Regions from separate parts of the Mus musculus genome. Here region 2 is linked to region 1. A link is a contact called in public HiChIP or PLAC-seq data. All regions are on one chromosome and are shown on one strand. The core of a region is the stretch at or near the end of the contact, and the rest is flanking DNA. Distances in the headings are between cores, read along the strand shown. Region 1 overlaps Qpct (glutaminyl-peptide cyclotransferase (glutaminyl cyclase)). Region 2 overlaps Gm41625 (a long non-coding RNA gene).

Region 1 (4,751 bases), core at 490-2,989:
GTCCAGTACAGGAGACTACGAGCCATTTGTGACTATTAAGACTTGAAAAGTAGAAAATCGAGGTGTGCTTCAAGTGCAATGTATACACCAGGTTTGGGGCGTTTGGATTTGTTTTTGTTTTTGTTTTTGTTTTTGTTTTTTGAGACAATGTCTCACTGTGTGTCCTTGGCTGATCTGGAGTGCATTATGTAGACCAGGCTGGCCTCCATCTACCAAGCTCTGGGATTAAAAGCGTGTACCACCACATCTGGAAAATACATCACTTTTAAAGACCTTTTTATAAAAATAGAATTATGTCATTTATATTTCTCTGGGTATGTGATGAAACAGTTTTTACTATGCTATAAGTGAAATATTTGTTAAAATTAATTCCAACCTTAACCTCTTAATGTAGATACTAGAATATTTTAAATTTCATTCTTGGGGCTGAAGAGAAGAGCACTGGCTGCTCTTATAGAAGACAAGGTTTTAATTCCCAGCACCTATATGGTGGCTTATAAGCGTCTAAACCTTCAGTTCTGGCAGGACCCAATGCCTTCTTCTGGTTTCTGTATGTATCAGGCACACTAATGGTACAGGCATACATGCAGACAGAATGCACACACATACATTGTGCTGGCTGATTTTGTTGTTGTTGTTGTTGTTGTTTGTTTTTCGAGACAGGGTTTCTCTGTGTAGCCCTGGCTGTCCTGGAACTCACTCTGTAGACCAGGCTGGCCTCGAACTCAGAAATCTACCTGCCTCTGCCTCCCAAGTGCTGGGGTGCTGGCTGATTTTATGTCAACTTGACACAAGCTAGAGTTATCTGAGAGGAGGAACCCCCCCAACTGGGAAAATGCCTCCACAAGATCAGGCTGTAGGCAAGCCTGCAGGACATTTTTGTAATTAGGGATTGCTGGGGAAGGGCCCAGCCTATTATAGGTGGTGCCATCCTTTTGCTGGTGGTTCTAGGTTCTATAAGAAAGCAGGCTGAGCAAGCCACAAGGAGCGAGCCAGTAAGCAGCATCCCTCCAAGGCCTCTGCATCAGCTCCTGCCATGTTTAAGTTCCTGCCCTGACTATCCCTCAGTGATGGACTGTCACCTGAAAGTATAAGCTTAAATAAACCCTTTCCTCCCTCCCCAAGCTGCTTTGGTCATGATGTTTCATCCCAGCCATAGTAAGCCTAAGGAGGATATACATAATATAAAATAAAAACAGGCCTTAAAAACAAAATGATACCAGGCTCGATGCCTACACACTTTGGGGCTTTTCCTGTCTCAATCTCTCATCTCTCACACTCTGCCTGGCTCTTGCATGGATTCTGAGGGTTCAAACTCATGTCCTCATGTTTGCACAGCAAGCACTTTTACGCACTGAGCCTTCTTCCTGGCCCTCAATTTCTATCAGTGTGTACCCGGGATGAATGATGCCCCTCTCAATGTGAGTCTGACAATTGTAAAGCTGGCTAAATAGGAACTCTTTTCCATCATCAACCTAATTATCTTATAGTCTATTAAGGTTTTAATACTCTTTAGTACATTTACATATTAAAATAAAACTTTAAAAGCTCAGTAGACCTAATGTTCAAATGTGTATCCTGAATATGACCTTACACATGCTGAACTTGTCTTAGGACACCCAAAATGATGAATCAGCCATTCATTACAAGTTCATCAGACACTCCTAGGGATTGTGGCACTTCTGCTCAAAGGGAAATGAATGGTTGCTCAAACCAGTTCTTCCCTAAGGAGAATGAGGAGAACGGTGGTAGGGACATTCTTTGGAATGCAAAACAGAAATTGGGAGACTCCGCCCATCCTGCAGTTCCTTCCAGGATTAGTGTTTACTGGATACATTAAATAATCATGCAGGTAATTCACTCCACATGAACCACCCACACGGCTAATGAAACACTGTAGAAATACTGACTGCTGCTGCCTCGTTGCTTAGATCCCTCTAGACTTTGAAATAACGCAGTGTTTCTCTCCAGTGTTTATCATGCAAAGAGCACAGGCTATTGGATCAGATACAGCCTTTCAACTTAGCACCCACCACTAGCAGTAACTCTGGCTATGTTACTTAACCTTATCAAGGCTCCATTTCCTTGTCTGAAAAATGGAGGTGATAGTACCTGCACCCGAAGGTACTTAGGACTAAACGAGCCAAAGCATACAGATTGCCTAGTAAATACCCAGGGTGCTAATTTCCCCCATCGTACAGTAAACTAGTATAGAATGTGAGACCTGGATATGTCACTTAGAGATAACTAGTCCAACCCCCTGACCTCCACCAATGGGAACTGAGGTCTGTAAAAACCAACGGTAGAGAGTTAAAGGTAAATACGTAAAGTAAATCCCGGCAGGAGGATTTCTAACCCAGCATTCAGTGTTCTGCTTCATTTCCTCACTTCTGCTTTACTCTTGAATATTGATACCGTAACTGAATGTATTAAGGTTTTGGTTTTGTTCTTGGGAATAATACACTTTAAAGCATATTTCTAGGGGACAGGGAGATGACACAATGGGTACAGACAGCTACTGTCAAGTCTTGGGAACCTAAGTTCAATCCCTTGAACCCACATGGTGGAAGGAGAAAACCATCTCCTGCATGTTGTCCTCTGAGCTCCACATAGGTGCAATGGTACACACACACACACACACACACACACATACATACATACATACATACACACACACAGACACACACACACACACACACACACACACACACAGACACACATTAAGAAGTATATTTCTTTCAAATGTCGTTCCCTGGGGAAAAACAGATTTGACTAGAAACCATAGACATAAACTCATAAGATGACATGCCATGAGAGTGGAAACCAAACAGGGGGAGGGGGGAGGAAGGAGGAGCAAAGGGGTCTCTGAGTGTGTCTGGGAGGAACACTTGCAGAGCACCGGAGGTAGACTATGCTTAAAGTATATTACACACTTGCATGGAAATGGCCTTATGTAGCCCTATGCAACAGATAGATATATTTTCTAAACAAACTTCTACTGAAGCCTTTAAATTCCTTAGTGCCTCCAATGTCTAAGTCCTCGTGTTAGAATTAAACAGCATTTGAACAAGAAAGCTGAATCTAAAGGGGAAAAAAGTGTGAAGTGTGAGCCAAAGTAAATGGGGGCAGAAAGGGGGATCTGCATGGTTGTTCCTTCCCAACAAATGCCTGTGTGTCTCTCCCACTGCCTTGCAAGCCCCAGCATGAGCTGCAGGCTCCCATTCATCCCACTTTGGTCACCCTAGCACCCAGCCACTTTGAGATCTACTCCTTAGGGTCTCGGCACCTCAGCAATGCAGTCTGCCCTTCAAACTGTTTCCGTGTCTCTTCACCTTCAAAATGCCTGTCTTCTTCATGCTCCTGCCTGAAGACTGTTCTCGGGTGTCGTGTTTCATATCTGTATTTCACATAAGTCAGGAGCTCCAGGAAAGCTAGAACCCTCTCCCAGTTTCCTGCCTCTCTCCAGAGTCGCAGGGGTGTGGCTCACATTGAGCACCTGGTAACTACTGGGTAATTTCAAGTAATGGAGAGACAAACTAAGTATTTTTCTAAAACTTCTGCAGCTATAAACGTGTTTATATAATAAAGGCGTAAGAGTCACACCTCTGTCTTCGTAAATACTAAACTAGCTGAATTCATAGACAGGCATAAAAGCCAGAAGAGACATGTGGCTGCCTGGCACAAGGGGACAAGACATGGCCTGGTTCCAGGTGGCTGCCTGTTGCAAGGGGACATCCTAGTTCCGTGCTTGTCAGCTTTGCTTCTTTTAAACTTCTGCACAATGCTTCAGACAACTGACAGCTCCTTGGCTTGGCCCAGGGCAGTAATGATGACAGATGTAAACTTTCATGTCAGAATCTGTTTCAGGGGCACGATGTGTCTCTGTGGTTAAAGGTATTCACTGTTGAAGCCCGAGTCCAATCCCCAGATTCTCTATTGTAGGAAGGAACTGACTCCAGCAAGATACCCTTTCATATTCCTCCTTCTACCCACACTGCATAAATAAATGAATTACTATTCTCTCTTACACAACTATTTTATCGATGGCTTCTTTCCTATTCGCTGCCCACTGTGCCAACCCCAGAGCCAACCTAGTCACTGTGGGCTGTGTTCTTCATGTCCACAGTGAAAGGAAATCAAAGTCATGTTTAAATACATGCTTTACAGGAACTTGGAAAATCTCACAAGACTTCAGAAAAGCAAGAATGAAATAAATCAGCCTTCATGATCTCTCTATTTGCTCCTTCCCAAGTTGCTGGGGCACAGTGCCATTCAATCACAGTTTAAGAAAGGAAAGGTTCAGTTTGCTCAGTTTGAAGGCTCTTTGATACAAAGTAAATGTGCATAGAGCACAGCGATAAATGAGACAGCTGCTCATGGTACAGCGCAGTTCAGTTCGGAGGCAGAGAGCGATGGCTGCTGCTACCTTGCTTCTTTTTGCCATTTAGCCATCTTAACTGAGACTCTAGCCTATGCACGTGGAGGATGTGTCTTCCCACCTCTTTAACCCAATCTAGAAAGTCTCCCACAGACGTGCACAGAGGGCTGTCTCCTGGGTGGTTCTAGAGTCTTGTCAAATTGGTGAACGGTATCTAAGTATCACAGTCTCCAGCAGCAAAAGATACTGTGTCTGAAAGCAACATGTCAAAGGACATTTTTTAAATTCTTAGTAGCTGATAGTGAGTGAAGCGGACAGACCCACGGGTGCTTTTGAATAAGCACTATCTGCTCTTCAACCTCCTGAGCTAAAC
Region 2 (4,842 bases), core at 806-3,305, 910 kb before region 1:
TGGCCTGGCATGAAGTGGAGAGGGCTCGAGCAGGGAGAGGAAAGTGCAACCTCCCCACCCCTACCCCGGGGCTGGTTTGCAGAAGAGCTTTGATTAGGAGAGGGCTTCGGGAGAGTGCTCTCTTCCCCAGGGAGTGTTACAGCTCCTATAGGACAGCCGCTCTCAGAGATGCAGTAGTTCTCACACAGCTTTATTCCTTCTGGATAGAATCTTATATACATTTTTGGGGTGGGTTGGGGTCCCGCAGCAGGTGCTTCCTATTGGCTTGGTCTGAGATGTTAGGGATACCTCATCTGCATGTGGAGGGGCTTGGGGGCACTGCCCCTATGTGACTGATGGCCACAATCCTCTCCATGGGGGTGCTGTGGTCATGTGACAGGGGTCTGGTCGGCAGCAGGTGAAGCTGCTACTGTCCCTTCTGTGTTCCAGGGCTTCCAGCCCACTCAGTCTTATTAGGTTTCCTGGCAAGGCCCATTGCCCCACATATCCTATCATTCCTGGCTGTCCTGGAACTCACACGCAGACCAGGCTGGCCTCAAACTCACAGAGATCTACCTGCTTCTGCCTCTTAGTTTTAACTCTTCTTTAAAATCTGCATCTATGTAGTGTTATATACTTCTTTGTGTGTGAATTATTTCATAATGGAAAGAATTAAAAATAATCTTATCTAAAGCCAGTGCTTGCTGAGACGCCAACAAAAGGGATTGGAGTCTCGTGTGGTATCAGAAGACTTAGATCTTTGGGAACATGGTGCCTTAATAGTCTCGAATGGTGTTGGATAGCAGTAGTGAAGAGAGGACTTCTCTCTCCTGATTGCCCCCTCCCTCTCCTGGGCATCACCAGCAGGACTGACAGGTGTGGACCTGCTGAGACCATAGCGTGTCCATTCTAAGCCTCTTTCACACTGCAGTGCAACCCTCAGAGCTCGTTTTTTTTTTTCTCAGTTGCTACCATATACTGTGTTTCTTCAAGCTTTCCCATATGTCCAAGTAGGATCCGATCATCCCAACTCCCCAAGTTTTCCACTTCCTATTTGTGTGCCAGCCTATTTGGAGTTAAAACCGCGAGAGCCTTTTGGACAGCATAGGACACTATCAGAGTTTCCGAAGCGCGGTTGCTGGGAGTCTGACTGCCTTTTTAGGGAAGGCCTCTCATTGACCTGCTGAGGTTTACTTTAAATTTCAACTGGCTTGCAAACGCATTCTCCTTTGACAGCCCTCGCTTGAAATGCATTTGCTCTGAGCAAACACAGGGTCAAGTCTTTGAGTGTTAGGTGGTTCTTCTTGCCTGAGAGTTACCTATCTGACTTCCCGTCAGATGAAGGCCCTGCCGCCCTTCCCCCAACCCCTCCAGCCTCTGAGAATTCCCCCTTTGCTGGGGGTGGGGGTGGGGAATGGTGTGTACTATACTTTACCATTTCCTCATACATTTTGCATATATTTTCGTTTTGTCTTGGAGGATTAGAAGTCAGCAGGAGTAAACTCAACTCCACCTTCGCTGATTGGATTAAAAGTGAACACAGACTCTCAGAAAAAAACCAGTTCTGGAGAACGGAAGGCCTCACAAGGTCAAAGCCATTCAAAACCAAAATCTACTTAGTATAATCACTTCCTGGTTGAGGAGGGGCAGAGAGACCGCAGAGAAACTGGATAAACTCATGAGTTATGGGAGTAGGTGTGGAAACGGTAGGGAGCCTGGGTCCCTGGCTTGGGAGCCCTGTATGCAAGTCTTCTCTTTTCTTTTTTGAGTCCTTACAGAGGCAGACCCAGATGTTGCCCTGGGGAGGGAGGCTGGTCTGCCATCCCATTCCCCAGCTGTGTCTCTTGCACCCAATGGCCACTGCTTGCCTTTTTGTTTGATGCTGAGCCCGTCGTAGAGATGGCATGGTATCTGCCATTATTTTGCCCTTCTACCTAGCTCCCCACATTGGTAGAGAGTGGAAGCAAGCCATGACCCCAGGTACTGTGGTAGTTCAGTGGGGTAGCCGTGGAGCCATGCCAGCATCTTAGTGGCAAGTACTAGTCAGGGTGAGGAGAGTAGCCAGACTGGAAAAGCTCACTGGGTGCAGTGAGGTTGCACAGTGCCTAACTCCTCCCTTGTGCAAGCTGGGGACAGATTCTGGGCTAAGGCAGGGGGTGGAAGAATTGCTTTTTAGATTAGGGTGTCAAGGATTTATTATCGTTTTCTTGTAGCTGGGACAAAAACACCCGCTAACACAACATGATAAGGAAGTTTCTGTTGTCTCATGGTTTGAGGGAAGGCGTGGAGGTAGGAGTGGGAGGTGTCTGGCCACATCGCCCCATGTAGTCAGGACACAGGGAGAGGCGAATGCATGAGCTCCGTTCCTTTCTGTCACTTTACTGAATCCGATTCTACCCGGTGAGGCACCAGGAACAAGGCCAGCGGTATCCAGGGTGGGTCTGTCCACCTCAGCTGATCTCTGGTAATTCTTTACAGACAAGCCCGGAGATGTGTCTCTTGGGTTGGCTCCAAAGCCCACCAACATGACAACCAGGATAATAAAGCACCAGTGAGGAGGAATGATGGGAGTCTTGGCCCAACGTGTGAAGTCCAGTGGGCATGTGACTCTCAGGCAAGGCTTAGCAATAACTGCAATGGGGGTCTGGCAGGAGTGCAGAGCCTGGTGGCCGGGTTCACATAGGATTGGGAAACCACACACTTTAAAGCCAATGCAGGATGATCTGGGACAGCCTAGATCTAGGCAGGACATTAGGGGCAAGCTTTTGTGTCCTGCAGACAGCCAGAAGCAAGAACCTGATCAGCAAGTACTTTTCTAGGTCCCTGGTACCTCTCTGGCATGCTGAGCATTAGAAACTGGCATGGGGTTGATACCCTTCATAGACCTGCCTGGGTCTCGTCTAGGAGCCTTTCAAGGTTTGACTGTGTACTTAAGTGAGCTGGAATTATAAAGGCAAGGGAATGAATGGGTAGTCAACTGGCTAGTAGATTAGAAAATGCTAAAGAGATGGTATCACGCCAGACACGGTGATGCCTACCTGTAGGCTCAGTACTTAGGAGGCATGGGCAGGGGGACTACCTTAAGCTTGAGGTCAGTCAGGGCTGTATAGCAAGACATCCGCACACATACACCAAACAGGGCTGTACTACAGATTATAAGGCAAACTACATTACCCCACTATGATTCCATACAGGCACAATTTGCCTGAGCCATTTAGCATAGGGAAAGGAGACGGGAGGAGCAGAAAGAGAGCTGAGAGTTTTGCATGGGTGGAAGGCAGTGCAGTTTTCTGATCCCATCTCCTGGTACAGTGGGGAGGGGGATGTGGCAGGGATGTCAGGGGGAGGGGGAAGGGGTGGCGATGAGTGAGTATTTCACAGAGCATCCGTGGAATAGATCTCTGCGGTTTGCTTTGGTTCCAAGCTAACTTGCTGGAACTCTGGGTCGAAGAAAGACAGACACTCGGTCTCTGAGAGTGAGCGCTACAGGGAACATGACTCCATGTTGAACCCTCCACCCTTGACAAACACAGGGGCATTATCAGAGGGCAGCCGGGGAGAGTGGAACAACTGTGTAGAATTAATATTTATAAATAAATCCTTGTGTGAGGTTGTTTCCTGCCTCAGTGGTTTATGGTCCCCAGTGAAAGACACACAAGCAGACTTTATATTTAAATATGCCTTAAGCAGCACAATAGCTGGACCACTGCCTAACCTCTATGTTGCTAGACTCTACCTCTCACTGATAATTCCGAGTTACCACTTACTAATTTCTATGTTCTATTTTGGCTGCTCTAGATCCAGTTGGGCAGCCCTCTGGACCACGTCCTCTTGGCCTCCTCACATGGCAACTCTGTTGCTCTCTCTTGCTCACACCTCAGCCAGGGCATCTCTCCTCTCCTATTCTCCTTCACACTATACCGAGGAATAGCGGATCTCCTTCTTCCTCCTTCCTCCTTCCTCCTTCCACTTGGTTCCAAGTCCGGGACTCCTAAAACCCCACCCCTTTCTTTTCTCCCCAGCTATTGGCTGCTGGCATCTTTATTTACCAATCAGAACTAGTTGGGGGCAGGGCCCCAGAAGTTACAAGTAGACTAATTTGGGGCAATACACCTGGGCAGCTTGATGGGCTGGGACTGGTGGGCCGGAGATAGAAATGTGACGGACACACCTTCATTTTCCTGTAGTTATGCCCACATCGCAGTGAAAACTGAAGATGCTCCAGTAACCAAGTAACCAGTTAACCAAGGGTGGTCTTTCAAGGATTATAAACTTGAAGGAGGCTCTCTAAGGCAGGGTGAGCTTCCCCTGCTCAGACCAGCTTCATAACCGCCTCGATAAATTCCAACCTTGCTCTTTAATTTCACAGAATTTATCTGTGTCTGCAATTATCTCCTTCCTCTAGTTCGAGGATTGGAGATTTCTTTCTTTCTTTCTTTCTTTCTTTCTTTCTTTCTTTCTTTCTTTCTTTCTTTCTTTCTTTCTTTCTTTTTCTTTTTTTGCTTTGTTTTTCGAGACAGGGTTTCTTTGTATAGCCCTGGCTGTCCTGGAACTCACTTTGTAGACCAGGCTGGCCTCAAACTCAGAAATCCTCCTGCCTCTGCCTCTCAAGTGCTGGGATTGAAGGCGTGTGCCACCACGCCAGGCATGGAGATTTCTTTATTTTTGGCTTTGTGGGACAGTCTCTGATAGAACTGTACAACTTGCCGCATGCAAGCAGCCACAGACAAGACTGAAATTAATAAATATGACTGGATTCCAATACAGTTGTATTAAGGACACAAAAATCAGAACTTTATGTAGTTTTTTTTTTTTAACAAGTCATAAAAGTTTTCCCTTTTTTGCTCCCCCCATGAACTGGAA

The links. HiChIP or PLAC-seq counts read pairs in DNA pulled down with a chosen protein or histone mark.
Region 2: a contact with region 1 is called in an H3K27ac HiChIP or PLAC-seq map of embryonic stem cells, with 4 times the contacts expected there. The contact joins two enhancer-like sites. A contact is called at or near these places in 1 of 484 Hi-C or Micro-C datasets (bone marrow-derived macrophages), 2 of 115 datasets of contacts at active chromatin or transcription factors (both in embryonic stem cells) and 1 of 9 other capture datasets (embryonic stem cells).

The regions. Positions count from the first base shown.
Region 1 is chr17:79,057,454-79,062,204 of GRCm38.p6, reverse strand. All of the region lies in intron 1 of Qpct (glutaminyl-peptide cyclotransferase (glutaminyl cyclase)), which reads right to left. Among named protein-coding and RNA genes, the nearest start is that of Qpct, 7.9 kb to the right of the region's middle. Within about 2 kb of position 1,739, at least 2 of the 459 cell types and tissues checked have an H3K27ac peak or open chromatin away from gene starts, as enhancers often do. A contact at or near this core is called in embryonic stem cells, where this site is marked.
Region 2 is chr17:79,966,359-79,971,200 of GRCm38.p6, reverse strand. All of the region lies in intron 2 of Gm41625 (a long non-coding RNA gene), which reads left to right. Among named protein-coding and RNA genes, the nearest start is that of Gm41625, 13 kb to the left of the region's middle. Within about 2 kb of position 2,055, at least 26 of the 459 cell types and tissues checked have an H3K27ac peak or open chromatin away from gene starts, as enhancers often do. A contact at or near this core is called in embryonic stem cells, where this site is marked.